5 separate regions of the Mus musculus genome follow, and all the other regions are linked to region 4. A link is a contact called in public Hi-C and promoter capture Hi-C data. All regions are on one chromosome and are shown on one strand. Each heading gives the region's core, a stretch centred on a gene start, on an enhancer-like site or on the middle of the called end of the contact. The rest is flanking DNA. Distances are from core to core; before and after follow the strand shown. Region 1 holds the start of Smim13 (small integral membrane protein 13). Region 2 holds the start of Lyrm4 (LYR motif containing 4). Region 3 holds the start of Nedd9 (neural precursor cell expressed, developmentally down-regulated gene 9). Region 4 holds the start of Txndc5 (thioredoxin domain containing 5). Region 5 holds the start of Gcnt2 (glucosaminyl (N-acetyl) transferase 2, I-branching enzyme).

Evidence for each region. Promoter capture Hi-C pulls out the DNA fragments that hold promoters and counts their contacts. A called contact is a pair of places that touch in the nucleus more often than the background predicts.
Region 1: a contact with region 4 is called in a Hi-C map of CD8 T cells, with 5 times the contacts expected there. The contact joins the promoter of Smim13 here to the promoter of Txndc5 in region 4. A contact is called at or near these places in 5 of 39 promoter capture datasets (embryonic stem cells, hippocampal neurons, liver and 1 more) and 1 of 484 Hi-C or Micro-C datasets (CD8 T cells).
Region 2: a Hi-C map of regulatory T cells shows a contact between it and region 4, with 8 times the contacts expected there. The contact joins the promoter of Lyrm4 here to the promoter of Txndc5 in region 4. A contact is called at or near these places in 4 of 39 promoter capture datasets (hippocampal neurons, liver and pre-B cells) and 1 of 484 Hi-C or Micro-C datasets (regulatory T cells).
Region 3: a promoter capture Hi-C map of liver shows a contact between it and region 4, with 2.8 times the contacts expected there. The contact joins the promoter of Nedd9 here to the promoter of Txndc5 in region 4. A contact is called at or near these places in 1 of 39 promoter capture datasets (liver) and 1 of 115 datasets of contacts at active chromatin or transcription factors (astrocytes).
Region 5: a contact with region 4 is called in a promoter capture Hi-C map of hippocampal neurons, with 4 times the contacts expected there. The contact joins the promoter of Gcnt2 here to the promoter of Txndc5 in region 4. A contact is called at or near these places in 4 of 39 promoter capture datasets (hippocampal neurons, liver and stem cell-derived epiblast-like cells).

Annotation. Positions count from the first base shown.
Region 1 is chr13:41,248,012-41,252,687 of GRCm38.p6, reverse strand. Smim13 (small integral membrane protein 13) reads right to left here and starts at 2,844. Exons shown (of 2, transcript NM_001135577.2): 1 at 2,374-2,844. The coding sequence starts at 2,449.
Region 2 is chr13:36,114,263-36,118,835 of GRCm38.p6, reverse strand. Lyrm4 (LYR motif containing 4) reads left to right here and starts at 1,479. Exons shown (of 3, transcript NM_201358.2): 1 at 1,479-1,761. The coding sequence starts at 1,676. Fars2 (phenylalanine-tRNA synthetase 2 (mitochondrial)) reads right to left here and starts at 1,193. Exons shown (of 7, transcript NM_024274.3): 1 at 831-1,193.
Region 3 is chr13:41,357,641-41,361,792 of GRCm38.p6, reverse strand. It overlaps Nedd9 (neural precursor cell expressed, developmentally down-regulated gene 9), which reads left to right and starts at 2,792. Exons shown (of 7, transcript NM_017464.5): 1 at 2,792-2,940. The coding sequence starts at 2,929.
Region 4 is chr13:38,526,076-38,530,430 of GRCm38.p6, reverse strand. Txndc5 (thioredoxin domain containing 5) reads left to right here and starts at 1,947. Exons shown (of 10, transcript NM_145367.4): 1 at 1,947-2,243. The coding sequence starts at 2,023. Gm31834 (a long non-coding RNA gene) reads right to left here and starts at 2,528. Exons shown (of 2, transcript XR_382215.4): 1 at 469-2,528; 2 at 1-124.
Region 5 is chr13:40,884,548-40,888,802 of GRCm38.p6, reverse strand. It overlaps Gcnt2 (glucosaminyl (N-acetyl) transferase 2, I-branching enzyme), which reads right to left and starts at 2,045. Exons shown (of 3, transcript NM_008105.3): 1 at 518-2,045. The coding sequence starts at 1,436.

The DNA.
Region 1 (4,676 bases), core at 1,595-4,094, 2.7 Mb before region 4:
ACTTTTTTTTTTTTTTTGAAAATTATCAAAGCATTAACTAGTTTCTCAAAAGAGTCAATGACCACAGAAAGGTAAGAATTATTTAAGGGCATATGCCTGAATCACTCAGCTATAGGCTGTCCTCCAGCATGTATTACAGATCCTAATTCCCAATGTGACTGTCTGGAAAGGACATAAGGTCACAAGGGCCAGGGCCCTGACCCAGTGACTGGTATCAGGTACACACTGCGGGAAGACCCTATGAAAGTACCAGGAGGTGACGGCCATCTACACGCCAAGGAGATGCCCTTAAAGCCCTTCACGCCTCCAGCACTGTGAGAGTAAATAGCTGAGGGAGAAGCAAGGCAGTCTGGGATTCTGCAATGGAGCCCCCAGCAAACTAACACGGCACCCCAGGTCCCAGGTCAGGTCTGCCCCTTCCCCCTCCTCTTCAACCTTCAGCCACCTTCTAGTCAGAACAAAAGGGCTGCCCTACCCTGTCATTAGTTTCCCAACAAGGAACAGTATTTGGACTACGTGATAAAGCTGTTAGTTTTAAAGGTATCAGACCTTGCCTCTCGCTCAGGTTTCCTGAAGCTAATGACACTTAGAAAAACTAGCAAAACTAAGCAGCCCGCCGGCCAGTGAAAGGTAAGAAAGCAACCAGGGACTTAAAATGTCTCAGAGCAAGTTTGATAAGTGTTGTGTCCAAGATGTAGTATGGCTTGTATGTCACACTCTCACACTCTCATTCCGAGTAGAAAGGGTGACACACGCCTTTACCCCTGTGTCCAACTAACGCTCAAGGGTTTGTTTATTCTTATTTCAAGGCCCTTGAGCTGGGGGCGTGGATTGCCTAGCCTGCAGGAAGCTTGAAGTTCCATCCTAGCATTGAATAAACTGGGTGTAGCCCTCTATGGATCAGCAACTCAAGATCCTCCGCCTCCTCCATACAGCAAGTTCAATGCCAACCTGGTGGGGCTCCCACCTCAAAAAAAAAAATGCAAACAACAATTAATGATATCACCCTTTTCACACATTAGAAACTGGGGAGATGTTATTTCATTTTTTTATGTCATGAAAAAAAAAAGAGAAAAAATTGGCCATCGTATTTCAGGGTTTCTCTGTATAACCCTGGCTGTCCTGGAACTCACTCTGTAGACCAGGCTGGCCTTGAACTCAGAAATCCTCCTGCCTTTGCCTCCCAAGTGCTGGGATTAAAGGCGTGCGCCACCACAGCTGGGCAAAACTGGCCATCTTTAATCCTAGGGTTTGGAAGGCTGAGGCAGTTGGACCTCCATGAGTTCAAGAACAGCCTGGTCTACATGGTGAACTCCAGGCCAGCCAAGGCTACGTAGTGAGACCCCGATTTTAAAAAGGATTCTTTAGATCTAGAACCACTAGAATTAGCCAAAAATGTTAGAGTTGGGACTAGCTCTGTATGTAGTTCAACATGTGCTGAGCATATGTGAAGCCTTCGGTTCAGTCAGCATTACTGACAAAATTTAAATACACATATAGGTGTCTAAATATGTAAGTGCATATCTTTCCAAATATAGCTACTGGACTGAGCATTAACTATGTAAGAATAAGCTTTACAGTATTTATAAAATTTTAACCCAATACTCCATCACTTCAAACCCATACTTGGTCTTCTAAATACCAGTGCTTACTGTCATTTATTTGAAATACTCTCCAAACTCTCACAATTGTTCAGTCTCCTGGCTGAGACCTGTGGTTATCAGCTATGTGCATAACGAATTAAGAGGGATGGAAAACACGCCATGAGAACAGTTTAACGTTCCTTCCCTCCTGGGAAGAGAAGTACACAGCAGCAGACCAAACAGCCCCAGGACAGCAGAACCAAGATAAGGTTCCCTGACCCTGGAAGTTTATTACCGCCAGTGGTGTTTTTTTTTTTTTTTTTTTTTTTTTTTTTTTTTTTTGGCTCTGCCCATTATCAAGTAGGCTGGGAATTTGGTTAAAGCCTGAACTTGGAAGTAAACAAACAGCTTCACGTGCGCTGGAAACCCAAAAGGTGATGAAATCTCTCACTAGGTTCAGAACATCCAAATAAAAAGATGAAACCGATCACTGCTCCTTCGAATACAGGCCACGGTGAAAGATCTGGGTAGGCTGTGGCATTATGGCAACCAAGGACAAACCTGCCGGGGAAGCAGAAACGTGCTTCTACCTCGAGTCAGGATGCCAGACCTGAAGGTTCGCTGAGCCTGAAGGTTCGTGATGCCCGGGCGACCTGCCCTGAGCAAGAGGCATGACTCCTCTAAACTCGGTCTTGGGAGCCCGGTGGCCACCGAGACCACCGAGGTGATCACCGTGGACACTTGTCCACGCGAGCTTTCCCGACCGCCCCCGGCGTTACCCCCCACTCACCGCACACCATCAGCAACAGGACGATCAGCAGCGTGGCCACGAACACCAGCAGGGTCAGCCCCACGTTGTGCCACATTTTGAGAGCTGGGGGGTGGGCGCGGGCTCAGCGGCGGGCGGCAGAGCGGCGGGGCGGCATGGACCGCGGGTGCCCGAGGGCAGCGCCCCCAGGGGGCGGAACTTGGCGGTGCGGGGGCGGGCCGCGACGGGACCGGCCCTCAGACCTGCCCCCGGCCGGGGCGACCGAGTCGCTGGTGGAGCGGGCCTTGGGACGCCACTACCGCCTCCTCATCGCTCCGGGGAGCCGGAGCCACGGCGAGCGGAGAGGCCGGCGACGGACGGACGCGCTGCCATGGCGGACGTCGAGGCGGGGAAAGAGTGATCTGGAGGTGGCGCGGCGAACGCCAGGCCCTGGCTGCAGCTCACTCGAGGTCCCCCTCCTCCCTCGGAGACGCCAGATGTCAACCACTCCCCGAGGCCGCTGCAGCTGCTCCTCCGCTCCCCGCCCCCTCCCCCGCGGTAGCTCATCACCAAGCACCCACTCCGCAGCGACTCAGCCGCTGCGCGAGGCCTGCTGGGTAATGTAGTGCAAAGATCGGCGAGAGCTCCAGGTCTCCGCCCAGCAACGAACTACCACTCCCAGGAGTCAACGCTGCTCCGGCTTCTCCTTGCTCTCCTTTCCCGTCCCCTGTGCCTTTGGTGTTCTTGAGCCGCCACCTCCAACTTAGAGACTGCTGATTCTTGTTCTCAAGACTGTGCGTCGGACTGTCTCCCTGCCGAGGTGCCAGTTACATTTCAGCCGTTAATTCAAATACAAAATTGGTTTTAGTGAGCAAAAGGGAAAAGAGGATGGCTGTTGCCTGAAAAACAGGTTGTACTTGAACCCAACCTATTGCTCCCGGCAAAGGTTAGTTACTTGTGAGGAAATAAGTCCCCTGACGTCAGAATCTGGAAAGCCTTCCCCCTCCCCCAGCAACAGATGTTGTGTTGTGTTTTCACAGATAGTACGCTTCAGAAGTAACTGGTGAGTGACTTAGAGACATCTGTGCTCTTAATTCACCTACCTGTTTAGCAAGTTTCGTTCTGTTGTCTCCTTTAATTCAAGCAACATCTGGCCAACAGCCAAAGGTTTTGCCACATTTGCTTGAACTAACTTCTGAAAAACAAGGTATTTATCTCAAGTCCTTTTTTTCTATTTGAAATTAAAACTCCCAGTTCTGCCACATCTGTTAACGCAAGAGGTGATCAGCCCTTTCCTCCCTGAGAAATCAAGGCTTTCGCCTTCCACTGCAACTCTGTGCTAGCCATTCCCAGATGCCCTACTGTGTAAACTGCTTTCCAGCTAAGACGCAGCATAAAAATACATCAAGGCATTACTGGCTTTGCGCAAGATTTAATATACAGTTCCTGTGGAGAGAGTTGAGCTCGATGCAATAAATTTAGAAATCAACTTATTCATTTTTAGCAGATGATCCAACTCACTTGCATAACGGAGCACGTTTGATTTACAATCTGGTTGAAAGGAATACATTTGAATAGATCTAGTTCAAAAGAAATCAGGAAGAATCCAGACCTTTTTACCTTCTCTTTCATTCACATACAACAAACACTTCTGTGTGCTCTGGACTTCTTTGAGGTGCCAAGGATAAAGCCATGGCAGGGGCTGGTGAGATGGCACTGACTGCCCTTTCCGAAGGTCCTGAGTTCAAATCCTAGCAACCACATGATGGCTCATGACCATCCGTAATGAGATCCGATGTCCTCTTCTGTCAGAAGACAGCTAGAGTGTACTTATGTATAATAATAAATAAATCTTTAAAAAAAAGTCATGGCAATACAGACAATAACATAAATAGGGGTGTGCAAGGATTGCAAATCCCCAATGAAAATAAGTAAAGCACTGTGGCGAACATGGGGGTGTTGAGATTGTAGTCATCGAGAAAGAACTTCCTGAGGAAGTAACATCTGATCTGAGTCCTGAGTGAAAAATCCAACCATGGAAAGACCTACAGGAAGAGCGTCTACATAGGAAGAGCGGTGTGTGCAGCCCCCAAGAGCCAGATAAACTTGACCTCCCTTCCAACCCCTCAAGTCTGATGTGCATTTGACTCACCAAAAGGAACTCAAACTACAAATGCCCATCTCTTATCCCCACAGAGTGAATGCCAGTCTTCAGGGCAAGGAGCAGGCAAAGTAGATTTTTGTAAAGCTCCCAAGTGGATTATAATGTATCCTCCAAAACTGTGGCTCGCAAAGAATAATCTCAGATGTGCAGGATGCTCTGGGCACGTGTCAGAACTACCCTG
Region 2 (4,573 bases), core at 230-2,729, 2.4 Mb after region 4:
TTTATAAAAGCACTGTATCGTCAATACCTTTGATTGCCACTACATCAAGACGAGTAGGTATACTTAGATTCAAGGACAACAAGTTGCAAACATGTGATCCAGAAAAACACAGATTGTTTCGAATAGAGAATGAAAGCTTGATACACCAAAACAAATGATAAGGCATGGTAAATTGACTTCCGTCTTATCGTTAAAATGACTCTTTGCTGTATTTAGGGACAGAGAATTTGCAGGTAGTGGCTTGTTGCACCATCTTAATATAAAACAATATTCCAAAACTAACGAGTGAGTTCCAAACACAAGAACCAGAATTATTCGAAGCTTCTCTTCGCACAGTCCTAAGATCAAGGAACAACCCAAAAACTTAAGTACTTTAGTAAGCTGGTCCGTGATAGCTAAAAGCTGAGAAAAACCCTCTTTTTGCCTTGGGTCTGAAATGATGTCTAGGAAATCCCCTAAAGTCCTAAGGGTTCCCTTATTAATCATGACATCTAATTTATTTATGTGCTTGTTTGTTTATTTATGTTTACGCACTACAAAACCGTGCTCTTAACAAAAACAGTAGTGCATCCCACACTTTTAATCCCAGCACCGGGAAATCTGTGACCAGGAGCTCAAGGGCAGTCTGGACTACAAAACGAGACCCCGTCTCAAAAACAGGAAAGAAAAAAAAAAAAAAACAGAAAAGAAAAGAAAGAAAAAATAGTAAACAAACAAAAAATAGTGTAGCCCCTTAGTGAAGATCCCGGAAATGGAAGTCACAGCCGAATGCAAAGTGCATAACAGTCGGCGACCTGACACCTCTACTCTGCAGCAAGGCCAGCACTCACCCAGCGTACGCCGGGGAAACCAAACGCGGGCGTTTCGAAGTCCGCAAAGCGGCCACACACTCACTCCGCCGTCACTGAGCTTAACCTCTGGCTACCGAGACGCTGGGCGCGCTGGGCGCCGCCATCTTGACGGGAAGAGGCCAGGGCCCTAGGTCCCTTGAGCCGCTCGCCCAAAGACAAGCCGGTGCGCCAGGAAGTCGCCAGCTAGTTACCTCCGCACCACTGGCGCTGCGTCCCCCAGTCACGATGACACTGATAAACTCAGGCTGCCAACCAGACGGATCCAAAGCAAAGTCACCCTCGTTTTCGTGCACAGCAGGTCAGGCAGCGCCAAAGACAGCCGAGCCGGGCAGGGGCAGGGCTGGGGAGCGCGGCTCGTAACCCAGGCAACGGGGCCTAGGCAGGTGTAGGGGGCGTGGTGTCAGGAGACACCGGGATCTCGGCCACGCCCCCGGGCGGTTCGAAAGGCGGAGGAGGCTTTGAGCCCTGGTGTTCGAGCCCGCGACTGTCCTCCCGAGGAGCGAGCCTGGGGCTGGACGGCTCGGCCTCCTGCCGCCCGAGGAGCCTGTGAGGAACGCGGAGCCTCCAGGACACGGGCGCCACCCCTTAGCTGCCCGCCGCCCTGCCTGCGGCGCCACCTCTCGCGCAGGACGCGAGCCAGGCCGCGCGCGAGCCAGGCGGAGCCTCTCTTCTCCTGCCTTCCAGCGTGCTTTTTTTTTTTTTTTTTTTTTTTTGCATCGTTTGACATTTGGGTTCAGTTAAACTTGGGGCTTCTACGAAGAAGGACCTGTTTGGTTTTGTTGTTAGGGTGTTTTTTGGTTTGTTTGTTTTTGTTTATTTTCAACATGGCAGCCTCCAGCCGCGCACAAGTTTTAGATCTGTACCGGGCGATGATGAGAGAGAGCAAGCATTTCAGCGCCTACAATTACAGGTGACCCGGGGGGAGGGCCGGGAATCGGGTGCCCAGCTCTGTCTGCGGGGGTCGCGGATCAGGCGGCCACAACCTGTGAAAGTGACAGGCTCCACTCCCATGACGCGCACGTGCAACTGTCCACCCCCAGGTGTGACCCTCAGAGCCCTGGAGGGGAGGAGCCAAGGACTTGCCCTTCAAATGCTGGGATACCTTCCCTGAACTGACACCCACATAGGGGCTTTAGGACCATTAAACAGTGTCCTGTTTCTGCGGTACAAAGTGATGAACGCGAAGCTACCAGTGAGAAGCTAGGACAAGGAAACTTAGGGCATACCTATATCTTGCCTTGAGATTACAAGAGTGGAAGCAGGCAGTCTAGACCACGTGGACACAAAACTGAAGGCTTGCTCTAGGGCCCCCTTTCATTTCACTAGTGTTTTAATTCGTGACGTTGGTTCCAAGTATCAGATACGTTCTTACTAAAGGATGGTGGAGAGGGGCTACATATTCATGTTAAAGGTAAAATGAGTTGCTAAGCCTTTAAAAACTGAATTCTTAGTTTATCCAGCCTCGCCAAACTGAAATCTTACTGCTAGATCCTAGAGTCTAGGACCTATAACAAGAGGACAGGAGCATCAATTCTTCAAAAACATTTAAAACTTAAATTTATTTTAAGTTATAAAATGTATGTTAATGAGTTACTATGCGTGCACCTCACTTAAATGCACTAAAACTTACATTTTTAACTCTGCCCCATTTCTTTCCTTGCTTGGCCTATTCCCCTACTTGTATGAGTCCCTTATACTTCCTTGCCACATGGTAGTGGTGCACACCTTTAACCCCAGCACTGGGAAGGCACAGGCAGCCAGAGCGCTGAAATCGAGGCCACCATGAACTACACAGAGAAACCCAGTCTCAAAAAAACCAAAACAACACACACACACACACACACACAAAACTCTACCTCAGAACCTCCACCTTCACAGTTTCTGCTTCTTTGAAACTTCTGACCCAACATTTCTGTAGAGTTTTAGGGTTTTTCTGATATTTGGTGTCTTATTGATTAATTACCTGAATCCTTTGAGATTGAATCTAAGAATAAGAATCTGATGAAACCAGCTCATTTTCTCCAGACAGTTTGCTTATTTTCATTTATTTCCCAAGTCTTTCAAGTACTTAACAAGCTGTCCTTCACAGCTGCCCAGGCATGGGCTGGGTGTCTTGGCAGTTAACTCCTGAAACAGACCTGGTTCTAGGTGCACCCTTCTCTAGGGATTGAGCTACCCGTCCGGCTATGCACTACTTTAGTCTGTGAACAGATGCACCAACTTTCCCAGCAGTAATTCATATTTCAGAAACCTGCTGAGAAAATAATAGTTGTCGTGTCAACTGAGAATAGCACATGGGTTGGACAAGTGAGCTCATACCCAGCCGAACATAGGTTTTGATTTTATGTGATGACATTGGCTTTGGAGGAGAGGGGGCATAAACACTAAACCTCCTGGTAGGAGTTTCCACAAATACCTGTTATTACTTACTATTGATGGAAGACAGGAAACATGGAAGTAAATGCTTGGAGTGTTCCTTGCAGTCTAGAAGATGTCTGTCTCAAGAATAAAAATGGACTGAATAAACAGAGACTAAGCAGAGGTTCACACTGGGGGGCCCAACTGGAAACAAGTTCTGTAAAACACTGATAGCAACCCTAACAGAATATGCAGCTTTAGAGTTACTGGGCCTCAAGGACTTAGTTTTCTTGGTGATGAAACTAATTCACTGGACTACACAGCCTCTTAGGGGCCTTTTCGTCCTAAACTTCCATCTGGAAGTGACTTAAGAGCCAATACAGAAAGGTAGGCTGTGCCTCACAGAAAATTGAGACTGAGCTTCAACACAAGCAGCTGTGTGCTGACACGCACGCAGAGAGTAGTCTGTGCCTCACACAGATGTAATTTCCACAGGAATCAGGTGCTCTCCTTTTCCAGATACCATGTATCGAAACCCTGTGAACCCTGCCAGCATTATGTCCCATGAAATAAAACTAGCGTCATATAAAATAAGACTGCCTTTACAAATACCCTATAGAATTCAAATATAGCCCTGTCCCTCCATTGTCAATCCAACACAGTCATTCACTAAGTACCCATTGAGCACTTCTTTGTGATGGACTATTTTTCATGAATCGAAACTAAGCACTAGAGAAACTAAGTCTGCAACAAGAAGGTGGAAAGGGCCACATATACCAGGGTATATAGTCTCTGCTGTGGAACCCAGATTTCATTCTTGGAGTTCTGAGGATTAGGTAAGGTCCTTTGGGCAGCAAGATAAAAGAATCTCAAGCTAGAAGTAAAGATGTCAGAGGGAGTTGCTTATAATGGTGCAGAGGATAAACTAGAGGACATAGAGAACAGACTTTTGGTAAATAGGTAAAGGAGAGTATTACAACTCTGATGATTTGTTGCTGTCTTAGTCACTGTTCTATTTCTGTGAAGAGACACCACAACCAAGGCGAGTCTTATAAAAGAAGGCATTTAATTGGGGCTGGCTTTCAGTTTCAGAGGTTTAGTTCATTTTCAGCATGGCAAGGAGCGTGGCAGCATGCATGCAGACATGGTGCTGGAGAAGGAGCTGGGAGTTCTACATCCAGGTCTCCAGGTGGGAGAGAGAGAGAGAGAGAGAGAGAGAGAGAGAGAGAGAGAGAGACTGACTGAGACTGGGCCTGACTCTTAAAACCCCAAGACACACATCCTCCAACAAAGCCACTCTTCCTGATCCTTCTAATTCTTTCAAAAACTTCTACTCCCTGATGACTATTCAACAAATAGATGAG
Region 3 (4,152 bases), core at 1,543-4,042, 2.8 Mb before region 4:
AGCATTCTCTGTAGAAAGACCCATCTGTGCAATGCCAGTAAGGTATAAATAAGCCTGGGGTGTGGAGGAAAAAAACTGAAACGAGGATTGGCGAAGTTCTCATTATAGTCCACACCAAGGTGTCTGCTTCCTAAGATGTTAGCATATCGATAAGAGACTGTTCAATTCCATCTAAACGCCATCCCCTCTGTCCTCTGGGAAGGGAACTGGTAGTAACGCTGAAGATAGAGAGATTTCGAGGAAGGAAACTAAAGAGAAATCTCTAAATAGAGTGGAGAGTCGGGAGAGTGGCTTACCATACATATGACTAGTAGGATCACACCCAGAGGGCTCAAGGTCTCTGCGTGTCAGCTTTGAGTTCTCTTTGCTGATTCCCCAGGGGGCTCTCCTCCTTGCTCATGGGCTCTAGTTCCTTCACCCAGACAAAATAGCCACTGGGTTCTGCCTGAGCCACAAGCAGTTCCAGTATTTGCTTGATTTCCATGTGTGCTCTGACCAACGTCCAATGGCTACTAATAAAATCCCTCAGAAAGCACCGGGTGCCATTTCCCTGACTCCTGGATGCAGTAGGGTCTAACTGGGCATGGCTTTCTCCAAAGAGGCACCTACTCGTAGGATGCTGGTGAGCGTGGGTTGGGACTGAGCCCAGGGTCCTTGGCGGTTCTGGAAAGGTACCAACCAACCCACTGGTTTCCTGAATAATTTAATTATATAATCAGTTTTTCATATTTTTCACATTCAGCGTCTCAGGCAATCAATACAGAAAGGGCTATTCCTTTATTTACTGAATTTGTGTTTCTCCAAAAGGTTTAGAGGGAGCATAACCAATAAAAACAAAATGACTTGTGTTACTTAGGCTGCACTGAGATCACAGCATGATAATAAGGGCAAAAACAGGGAAATTGTTTTTTTCTCAAAATTCTTAGATGGCTTCCTATCACACTCAAGGAAAACCCTAGCTCTCTTCCCTAGCAGGTACACATTATTATGTCCTCATTTTATAAGGCTAGCATTGCAAAGTTAAGGAATGTGTATCGATTTGCCTGATAGGAATCAAGCCATCTACCCTGAGAAGACAATTTCACAAACGCCTAGCACAGGCTTTGGCAATGTTGAGGTTGAATGGGTTAGCCTTGCTTTAATCCACTCATCTAAGCATGATTCAGCCTGGCTGCTGAAGAAGTCAAAGGAATGCTATCTCTGTCTCCTGGGGAACCAGGACAAATCTAGAGAGAAAGATTTGACTTGTCCTACAAACATAGGTCCCTAGTGTGAATCTTCAGGGCTGCCAGGATGATCCTGCTACCGCAATCTGCTTCGTGCCTAATCTGTGTACAAAAGACCTTGCGAATCACACAGGTTCAATTCGGCTTTGAGATCAGGAAGTAAAAGCCATGACCTGGAAGGGGCCTGAACCGGGATGTCAACTTCACGAAGGTGGCCAGGGACATCTTGTAGAGCAAACTCCAAGCTGCAGCCAAATGTGGATTCAATTGTCAATGTAAACCCTACCCCACCCCCACCCCCACCCCCACCCCCAGAAACCACTTTTATGCGGCATCTGCTCTCCTATGCTTTTGGCTTAAATCATTTATTTTCAAAAGTTTTAATCCATTGGAAATTTAGAAGGGGATTGGGGAGGCAAAACTGATTCTGGACTACCTTAGTCAGGAAAGAAGTAAGAGCTGATTTTTTTTTTCCACCCGAGTCGTGCAGTCTGGCTGGAATGCATCCCAACTGGGGGATAGTCCTGAATACTCCAAGTCCTGAGGCCCGAGGAAAAGAAAAGCCTGTCTTCTCCTGAGTGATTCTCTTTCTCTATAGAAATCTCAGAATGGAACCGCTCTACAAATCATGTCCCGCGCTCTGCCTGAAAGAGGCTGTTCTTTTTTTTTTTTTTTTTTTTTTTTTTAAACCAGGCTTATCAAACAGAAGCGTTCTCCCTGAATAATAAGTGTGAGTGGGCTAATGGGTCATTTGGGGGAGAGAGGTCAAAAGGAAAAGGCCTCGGTGTTCAAAAGCGGAATCTGGCAATGCCAGCGGTCAAAGAGGAGAGTGCTGGCTGGACAGGCGTGATGTATCGGGTGTGTTCTATAGAACCTGCATGGGTTCCCACCTATCCTTTATCCTCGGAGGTCCTAGTGAGAAGAACCGGGAAGGCCTGGTGCTTATGAGTGAGTTCCTTTTCATTGAGAAAGAAATGTTTTCCAGCTCCTAGCAGACTGACTTAGCAAAGTACTTTGAACACTTGGGGGTGAGGGGAGCAGCCACAGAAAAGGGAAGGGGAAGAGAAAAGACAGGGAAAGAGAGCTATCAGCAGGGGTGGTTAGTAAAAAAAAAAGGGGGGGGTACTGGAGACAGAAAACCCTTTGTTCCTCCAGCTCGTTTCATGTAGAGATTGTAAGGTGAATGGCTTTGAAATGAAATGGGTTTATGAACTAGTTGCTAGGTCACAGGAAGCGCGATCGTCAGACTGCTTTGTGAATTCGGATTCTTTAAAACTTAGGTTACTCTCAAAAGGAACGTACCTCCTTTGTCTGGTTCCTATGTCTTTCCTCTTTATATTTTTATTTCTCCGGGTGGCTGGGGCCGCCTCCCCACTTTCTGTTTTCTCCTCCGCCCTTTTGATAACGTGAAAAGAAATGATCGTATTACACGCTCTTTGTCGGAGGGTTTCAGAAGTTAGAGGTGGGCGGGGTGGAGGCGTTACCTTCACCGCCACCAGCAGCCAATGGCGGCGCGGTATGCAAACGAGGCCCGCGCCGTGCTGGTCTGGATCTGGGCTGTGAGCTCAGAGACTCCGCAGTGCGCGGGAGGCGAAGGCTTCTCATTTCCATCCAGCCCAGCGCTCAATGGAGGGGCGGACTCTGCAGTGCCTCACTCACTGTGTGATTCGATAGGACCAGGGCTCATCAGATCACCGCCGAGATGAAGTACAAGGTAAGAGTGCCTTGTACGCCGTCTCCTGAGAAGCTAGAGGCAGCTGTGCCGGCCGGCGCCTTTCCCACCTTGACAACTGGGCAGGGATCCCTTGTGTGTCTGGTTTTGCCGAGCTGCGTCTGATCTCGCTTCCAGGCTTCCCCCGGGTGTACCGCCAGCAGACATGCGCTTTCAGATCCACTAGTTCTTGGTGCATGGTTCTGAAAGTTGTTGTGGGTGGCGGAAGGCGGTGGAGTAGAGTTAGCATAGGAGCCGCCGCCAGAGATCAGAGGGTGTCTAACTCGCCTCGCAGCAGGCAAGTCGCAGGTCTCTGCCTGACCAAAGCCAGCTTGGGGAGCCATAATAAGGAGAGTCAGAACTGCTGAGTCTCTGACAGGTTCTAAAAGCACCTTTTCAGATTTTTGCCTTAAGCACTTGATCTGGGAAGCTGTCTGCTCGAGGTCCTTTCGGTAGAAGCAGATTAAAAACCCAGACACTATCATAGGCGCGATGATGGAGAATTCCCACATCCTTATGAATAAATGGCTGTTAGTCATTTCTGGATAACTCTTTATTGGGGTTGAACGGGTCTGAAAGTATGAAGGCTCCGGCTGGCTTATTTTCCCTGACGCTTACAGAATGTCCTGCTCATAATTTTGGCAGCTCTATTTTCCACTGCATTTTGCACCACGGTTTCTGGGGTTACTCTTGGCAAAATGATTATGCCTTGCTCAGCACATCCCGTCTAATGAGGCAGTTTCCAAGGGACTTGGCCCAGTAGCAGTTCATGGCAATGACTTGGCGGTACTTACTTACGATCCTTTTTTTTAAAAAAAAATTTTTTTTTTAATTTTAATGGTGAAGAGACATGAGTCCTCGACTTTTAAAGGACTGTGTCATTTCAAAAATTCGTTTTGGTAAGGTGACTTAACAGAGCCAGTTAACTGACTTAGCTAGGGGCTAACTTGGCTTCCCTCTGCGGTATGTAGCCTCTGGCCCTTCCTTTGGGATAGAAGGCTGTAGCTAACAGCCACTGGTTCCCTGTCTATAAATCTTGTTCAAAAGCTGTGAGCCAAAGCATGAGTGATAGTTGTTGGGGAAGTTCCAGCAGTCTAAAGACCCAGATATCTATTGTCATCTCCTATCAGCTTTCCATTTCGTACATCTATGGGGAGGGGCAGAAGAAAGGAAAGCTCTAGGAGTCAGTCAGAAATGATGCAGCTTTCTACCTGG
Region 4 (4,355 bases), core at 698-3,197:
CTGTCATCTGGAAGGCACCACAGTCTTCAGTGAAATAGGAGAGTGTCCTGGGAGGATGGCAAAAACTGCAAGGGCAGATGATGGTGGGATGCTCAGTAGATCCAATATGTCGGGAGCTGAAGGTCTGTGGATAGAAGGGAACACATTGGTAAAGGGTGCTATCTGCCTTTCGTCTCAACTGCACGAGACGCAAGAGTGAAACATCAACCAACAGCCAGCGTTCGAGAGGGCTCCAAGAGCTATGGTCTGTGCTAGTGGTTCTCAACCTTCCTCATGCTGTGACGCTCTAATGCAGGGCCTCATGTTGTGGTGACCCCAACCATAAAACTATTCATTGCTACTTCAAATCTAGGATTTTGCTACTGTTACAAGTCATAATGTTAATAGCTGATATTTGACCCCCAAAGGGATCTGGAACCACACAGCTTTGGGCAGGTGAAAAAGGAGTTGATATTATAAACATAGTACCTTCTGTTGCGATGTCTTAGCAATGAAGTGAGAGAAGTATTGAGGAGCATAAAGCTTTGACCTTGACAGTACAGATGACATGGCAAGAGTTCTTGGATTTCTGGTCACCAGCAAGCCTCACAGGACACGAGGCATGGCAGAGCACATCACAGGAGGCCTTCAAGGACAGCATCAGGGATTTCTATTTTAGTCTGTATGCCAAGGCTACTGGGCAGAGTTGGTGTGCTGGTTCAAGTTGGAGCAACAAATTGCCATAGTCAAAATCACGTGGGCAAAGGATGCTCATAGAACTTCTCCTGCGATGGGCAAGTTTAGGTCTGTTCAGGTTAGGAAAGCCGGAAGAAGCGTTTGGCTGAACTGTGCTTACTCAGAATGTGAGGGCACAAAGGGAGAGAGGGGGCAAGCAAGAGATGCTGCAGTTTGGTGTTTGGAAAACCATGGTTAAACATTTACAGGTGGACGAACCTAACATGAGAATAGTTACAGATGATGTGAGTTTCCCTGCCCCTCCCTTTACCACCACCCCCAACTGTTGCTAACCCAGGCTTTTGGTTTAGGGAGGCTGAGGCTAATAAAGATCAGGTGATTTTCAGAAGTGTTGCTCAGAAGTCCAATACAAGATGGCCATGTACTCTTCTTACTATGCCCGTTGCTTTTTCCCAATAAAAGATCACCATATATATGTCTTATGATGCCAGCTTCCTTTTCATCGGTACAGAGCATAGCTCTAGGACCTCTCTCAAGTGTCTAGTGGTTGTTTCGTTCTCCCTAACTTAGCTCCAGGTTTTCAAGGCAGGGCAGGGAGCTTAGATTGCCACCCGACTTAAAGTTCAAGAGTTGGCGTGGGTCCATGCGCCCCAGCCCAGGCGTTAGCTCTCACCCAGAACAGCTGTTGCCATTCATTTTCCTATCCAGGGTGAGTTAGGGCACACAGGGCACTAGCCAGGGCCTGAAGGAAGGGCCACTTTGACTGCCTTTCCTTTTCAAAGTGAAGGCAGGGCAGGATAACAGAGGAGGTGCTCTTGGGAAGTGGTTTCATCACACCCCCTGAGGCCAGGCCCTCAAATCACAGTTGAGCTTTGGCTAAGAATCTGACTTATGCAAGAGCAAACCCCACACACGTTTGCCTGATTTCCTCCTTTCTGCTGACAGCAGCTCAGCTTGGTCCTAAACTCTCGGGTCTCTTGGTGTCTGATTAGTTATCAACAGAAGCTGCCACTGTTCCATAGCTTGGCAGCTTGGCCTCTTCGTCCCTAGCAGGGAAAGGCTGATGAGGAGCTTGGGAAGGAGAATGAGCTCAGCGGGATGGAAGGGAACCGGACTGAGATAGCGCTGGAGGTGCTGCACAAGGACCCCAGGACCTAAGCGACCTCTTCCTGGTGGCTTTCAGCAGAAGACAGCAAGTTGCTAGGTGAGCCGGCGGGACAGGGGGCGTGGCTCTGCGAGCGGGGGCGTGATTGAGGCGTGGCTCTGCGGTCGTGGGAGGAGCCGGGGCGGGAGCGGCGCCGCGGAGGGGACCCGCGGCACGAGCGAGAGCTCGCCAGCCCCGCCACGATGCCCCCGCGCCCAGGACGCCTCCTCCAGCCGCTGGCCGGGCTGCCGGCCCTGGCCACGCTCCTGCTGCTGCTCGGGGCGCGCAAAGGCGCCCGGGCCCAGGAGGTGGAAGCGGACAGCGGGGTCGAGCAGGACCCGCACGCCAAGCACCTGTATACGGCCGACATGTTCACGCACGGGATCCAGAGCGCCGCGCACTTCGTCATGTTCTTCGCGCCCTGGTAACTGCAGCTCCAGCAGGCCGGCGGAGCCCGATCTGGGACCGGGGACCAGGGACCTGGAGCCGGGGACCGGGGAGAGGGCGCGAGGCCGCGCAGGCTGCGCCGGGGGCGTGGGCCGCGCTCGGGCCTCGCCGCTGACGTGGCGCTAGCCGCCGGCCTGCGAGCTAGGAAGGGCGGGCCCCGAGGGGAGACCCGGAAAAGCCTCTCCACCCCGCCACACTGCTGGAGTCCAGGCATCCCCCGCTTCTGTCCCCTGCCCAGCTCCCCAAACTTCCTGTGCTGGCCGGACGCGGCGGGAGCCCGGCGTCCACGTGCCCTATCCTGAAGGGTTCTTCCTGCTGGCCCATCAATATTGGGTTGGATTGGAAATCTAAGGCCCCCTCAAGATGTGATTGCCCACTTTGTGTGTCGAGGGTAGGAAAAGATAGCCTAGGTCGGGAACTGAGACTTCCCCGGCCCCTGGAGTCCAGCGAGGTGCCAGTTTTGGAGTCTCCGCTGCACGCTGGAGTGGATGTGAGCTGTATTCTCAAGGCCTTTAACTCTTTCACCTCCTGTTCTCATTTGGGGCCCGGTCATTTGGAAAGTGTGAGGTCGAACTGTTCTTCCTAAAAGTCATAACTTCAGGCTTCCATTCTTCGGTTGGGGCTTCCTGGTGCACCTCACTACCCCAAGAATTAGTCTAGACATAGCAGTGCTTTGCTACTGGGGCCTAGATGCTCAGAGAAAGAAGTTCTCCGGTCCACAGCAGAAAGCGGTATTTAGAGCACAGGCTCTTGAGATGTGGGATGTTCTGGCTGTGTTTATTGCTGAGCAAAGTACTCTTCCTCTAGCTCAGTAGGGACTCATTAAGGACAGGGGGTTAAGCAGTTAAGAAAAATGTGCCTGTGGAATCCAATGTAGTCAGTGATTGTATTTTTCTAAAGTGGGAGAAACTTTGCCCATAACCCTAGAGCGGGCTATTACTGCATTTCAATTCGTTTAGTGTTAAATTAACTTTGTGGGGGAGGGGATCATTTTGGCTCACAGCCATTATCAGTTAAGAATGCAGGAATGGGATACACTGTTTTACATTCCCAAGAACAGCCACTTGAGTCTGTAGAACTACCATTGAAAGAAAAAGACTGGGAGTCTGCCACAGTCAGTCGCGTTAATAGTTACTCTGTGCACAAGTCGTCTCAAAGTAGTGATTCCAGTTAAGTACACCACAGGACTTAATTGGAGTTGATTTCGGTGGAATAAATCTAAGGGTTTTTAGTTTTATGAGAAAAGTTGACATGCAGGCAGGGTTAGGTTCTCTGGAGTGCTGATGGAGTTTTAAGTTTAGAATATATGCAATGAATAACCAGCTAGTCTTGGCCAGTTGGGGTATACACCACAGATTCTTTTTTTTTTTTTTAACTCTATGGCTTACAGACGTTTAGGTCGAGGCTGCTCTCTAGGATAAGCCTTCAATTGTTTGCTTCTTGCTATTCTGATAAAAATATTAGAGAGATGTAGGAGCCCACCCATGGCCTTTGAAGGCTGGGTTTTTGATGTTTTAAGGGGAAGTTGAGGCAGGATCTCTCTGTGTAGCCAAGCTGACCTTGAACTCATGACTTTGTTGGTCTCAGCCTACAGAGTGCTAAGATTTCAAAATTTTAAGAACAACATGGTACTCAAGGTAGACTACGCTGGGTCCTCTCCCCACTTCTTTCTCACCGTGAGTGCCTGGAATGTTCACTGTCCATGTGTGATGCTGGGGCAAGGACACTGTGTAGTGATGGCACTGACCTGTCTCTGTATTTGTTCTAAGCTTTGTGGGTGCAGGATTGTCCTCCTGCTGTTGATCTGGTGCCAGCATCTGGTCACACTGAACCTAGGGACAGTTAGGTCAAAGGTAAGGTTAGGTGCCTTTGCTCTGTCACTTGGCTCCAGGCCACATCTGAATACAGCCGGCAGTCTCTGTAGTGCTGTATCCACAAGGGCTCCAAACCAGAAATGCCAGTTAGAGAGAAGCAGTGGACTCTTTAGTCCTCCTGGGTGGGGAGAGGCTTGCCTGTGTGGTGATGACCCCAAGTGGTCAGGTTAACTTGGGTTAGAGGGAACTAAATCTTTATCTTCTTTTTAAATCTT
Region 5 (4,255 bases), core at 796-3,295, 2.4 Mb before region 4:
GTGAGTCCTTTGCATCAAATGGTGCAGCGTTTTCACATAATCTATACACACCCTTCTGTACATTGGCATGTTCTCTGCCTGACTTGTAACACCTAACTCAGTGTAACTGCTATGGGATAATTGTTAAACTGCATTGTTTAAAAAAAAAAAAAAATTGGGCTGGTGAGATGGCTCAGTGGGTAAGAGCACCCGACTGTTCTTCCAAAGGTCCGGAGTTCAAATCCCAGCAACCACATGGTGGCTCACAACCATCTGTAACGAGATCTGACGCCCTCTTCTGGTGTGTCTGAAGACAGCTGCAGTGTACTTACATATAATAAATAAATAAATCTTTAAAAAAATTTTTTTAAAAAATCACAAGGAAGTTTACACACATTCAATACAGACACATTGTTTGTTTTTTCCCCAAATATTTTCCATCCAAGATGGGTTGAACCCTGAAATGTGTCACCTGTGGACCTGTGGATAAAGAGGTCTGTGGGCCTCTCCTTTGCATGAACCATGAACTCTCACATACCTGGAATCCTATTGAGCGTCACCCAGAAATGCTCATCGGGACTGAAAGTATCTTTGGACCAATGGAGCAAATCAACCGCCCGTGGGTCACGGAGAACAAAGTTAGCAAACTCTCTCGACAGGGCGACATAGGCAGAGCCAAAATAAATGGTGAGGTTGTGGGGAGGTGGGGGCTTCAGAGCCGTGGTTCTGATCACGTAGGAAAGCTCTTTGCTTAGGTGTTCCCGGTGGACGTACCTGGTCCTTCCAATGGCGTGGGCTGGAGGCAGCACCCCGGGAGTGAGGTTCTTCCCCTTAAGCCCTTTCAGGTACTGAACTATCTCCTTGTTGGTTTTCAGGGGGAAGTCTTGTCCACAGGTGTTGATGGCGTACTTCCAGGGGACCTCGGAGGTGGACAGGTCTTTGATGCAGTTCAGGTCAGCCTGGAGCCGGGAGATTCCACCATAGACCACCGGCTCCATCTTAGAAGCCAGAAAGGCATTGGGGAAGCAGCTCACTAACTGTTCCACGGCACCTTTGAATTCAGCTGTTGCCTTTTCATCCACGTGAACACAGTAGATATTTTGAGGCATGAAGATTGCCCTGAAGAGCCTTGCAAAGGTGTCAAAATTGTGATGGATGACCATGACATACGCCAAAGGAAAATCGACCTCTTCCTGAGATAAAGGGGCAGTGATATAGTGGCTTTGGGTCACATATTCTGTGCAAGAAGGCTTCTCGTGAATCATTAGTTTGTTTCTCCACAGGAACCGGCTTTTCCCGTCGATGAAAGATGAGCACACTTGAGCCAGCATCACCGAGTCTGAGATGTTCAGCTTCTGGTAGCTTTGATCTCCTCCAAAACTTAACACGTAGAGCACAATAAAAACGATGACAGTAGTCACAGACACTATGAAGAAGTAACGCACGGACGGAGGCATGCCTCAAAGAGGGTCTCCGATGTCAGAGTCCGTCAAGCTTGGCCAATCCCTTCTCGGACTTACTTTTTCCTGGGAGCTCTCGCTGTGGTACATGCTCCAGTCAGTGTGAATTGCGGCTGTTTTGTCTCCCGGAGCCCAGCAGCGAGCTCTCTCCTGGAGCAGATATTAGAATCTGATCCCGCCTCTCTCAAACCTCCTTTGTCTAAATCCTAGCAGCAGGTTGCCGAAGCCCAGCCTTTTCCTCCTCCTCTGGCCTCCCAGTTTGCATCTGCTGACTTTTACTCTCCCTGCTACCTCTTTTTCAATTGAGTTTCTCACCTCCCCTTTCGTTCCTTTCCTTCGGGGGTTTCTGCTAGCTCTTTCCTCTTGTTACAATCGGCACGGCAAACCCCAAAGTGGATGGGATGAGCCGGGCTAGGCGTGTGAAGGGTTTCCTGCCTTCCTCCACTGCCTCTCTCTTCTGCTGTGTTACCTACTCTCCCCAGTGTGCCAGGCTAACAACCCAGGGGATCTAAAAGAGCCTCGGTTCTGTTAGTGGCTGTTTCGGGAGACTCTACTCGAATGACACAATCTGAAATAAAAGCACACCTCCTCCATCCCAGCTCCATTGTAATGTTTTCTGGCCCCACCCCACCAGTTTCCAAAACATGAGCTCCCAGGAGGAGGAGTTCCGGTCCTAAGGGATCTGACCGGGCAGAGGTGGGGGGGATGGGGGGGGAGTGACTTTGACTTAAACCCCCCTCTCCTCGTACTCTGGCCTCTGCCCTGGTGTTACAGAATGTACAGGTAGTGAACTGTACGGTCTAATTTGGATGAGACCTGAAGACTTCACAGAAAAGAGTTGAATCCTGGCCGCGAAGGACGTTCAGATCTACATCTCAACCAAGAACCTTAAGGGTTTAAGCACCCAGAGACCACTCGGGAGCTCTCCTATACTCTTGACTTTATAGTCGAAACAAAACAAAACAAAACAGGGTCTCAGGCAATCCATTCTGACCTGGAACTATCCTCCAGCCCCTACCTCCCAAGAGCTGGGTTTTCAGGATCTACACACTCACAACCCAGCTTTCCACCACCTACATTTAGATGCAGTTTTAAGCAGTGTCCTTTGGACTGGGGGCTGCCTTTCCATTTTCCTTTGCTAGTTGTCTGCATTTCTCAAGTGAGAGTCTGTACCTTGTGGGTTGACTTGCAATGGGAAATGAGTTTGCATTCCAGCCTGTGAAGAAAGAGTGCCCTTCGGTGCCCAGTCTTCCTTCTGCAGTCTAGACTAGCACAGCATGCAGAGTCCTTCCAAGTAGGAACTTGAGATTCCAAGCGCCCAGACTCCAGCCCAATGGCATGCCATGTCCTGAGCTACAGTTTCATTCGTCCAGATTTTATTTACATGTTTTGTTTTTCCTGTTTATATATTATTTTTCTTTCCTCTTACTAATCCTCTTCCTGCACCTGCATCAAACAAATATTCTGAGAAACCCTCCCCTGGGCCTTTAGGTCAGTTGTGAAAGAAAATGCAGCCATTTTGTAAAGTGGTTCACTCTCCTTCAAGTTATCTTCTTTGGTGTAGGGCAAAGGACAGTTCTATCTCTGTCTTCATCTTTTTTTTTTTCAAAAATAACACTGTTAAATATTAGGTTATTACATCTGCTGTGTCTTAACAACAGAGGGTAATTTTGTCATCAGTAATTTCATTTTGGCAATGCCCTCGGCTTAGAATGAATACTGAAATAGTTGCAGCCTGACAAAGCATTCGGTACACAGATACATAACTTAATTATGGTAACTGAATCTGTTTACATTACCCTTTCCAACTGGCCAATAGCACGGAGGTTCAGATTTGTGCAGACTCGGGAGGGGAGGTGGAGAAACACTAATGACATTACTTTATTACGATATACAGATACTGCCCAAAATAAGAATTTTCAGAATGCTTCTGAATTCAATCCAGAACTGCCAATGATGCTGTTCACAGGTTCAAAAATGTAGCTATTGTTTCTCTTTTGCCTGCCCTTGGACCAATTTCCCCAACTCCCAGTTCCAAGATTACAAATCCCTCTAGGAGAATGTTTTGCAAAACCAGCTATCATATTTGAAGATGCCTGTTACCTGGTACTTCTGGTCAGGCTGCAGTCCAGCCTGCTTATCCAGAATGGAGACTGTGAGCTCTTTGCTCCTGAAACAGGACGTCGCAGCCTTCCCTACTTGCCTTTTCCTTCAGTCAAGGACAAAGTTGATACTTGCAGCCTTAGCAACCATGCCCCAGGTCCTCACTTTGGAAGCAATTACTCCTGACCTAGCCAATTAATCAGGCTAGACAAGTCTATCTTTCCCTGGGGCCATCTTAAAGACATTCTCTCTGCTGCACACAGAACCCTTTATGTGGTGAACGCTGTTCAAGACTTCTTTCGGAGGACTGAATATATAGCTCAGTGGTAAAGTACTTGTTTAGTGGTAAAGTACTTGTTTAGTACCCGAGGCCCTGGGTTCAACACACACACATGGAGAGAGAGAAAGAGAGAGAGAGAGAGTTATTAAGCTATTAAGTTATATAGAACACAGCTCCAAGATGTAGATGTACTGTTTACGATTGTTTATTTGAAACAACACTAGACTTGGAACCTAACACGGTCATGCTATCTCAGCACTTTGGAGACTAAGGCAGGGAGGATATCAAGTTCAAGGCCAGCCTGGGCAACTTAATGAGACCCTATCTCAAAACAGAAATTAAAATAGAGATTTAAAAAGAGAGAGGGAAGGGGGAAATGAGAGCATAATAGTTTTTAAACTGGGGCTGGAGAGACAGCTCAGGAGCAGAACAC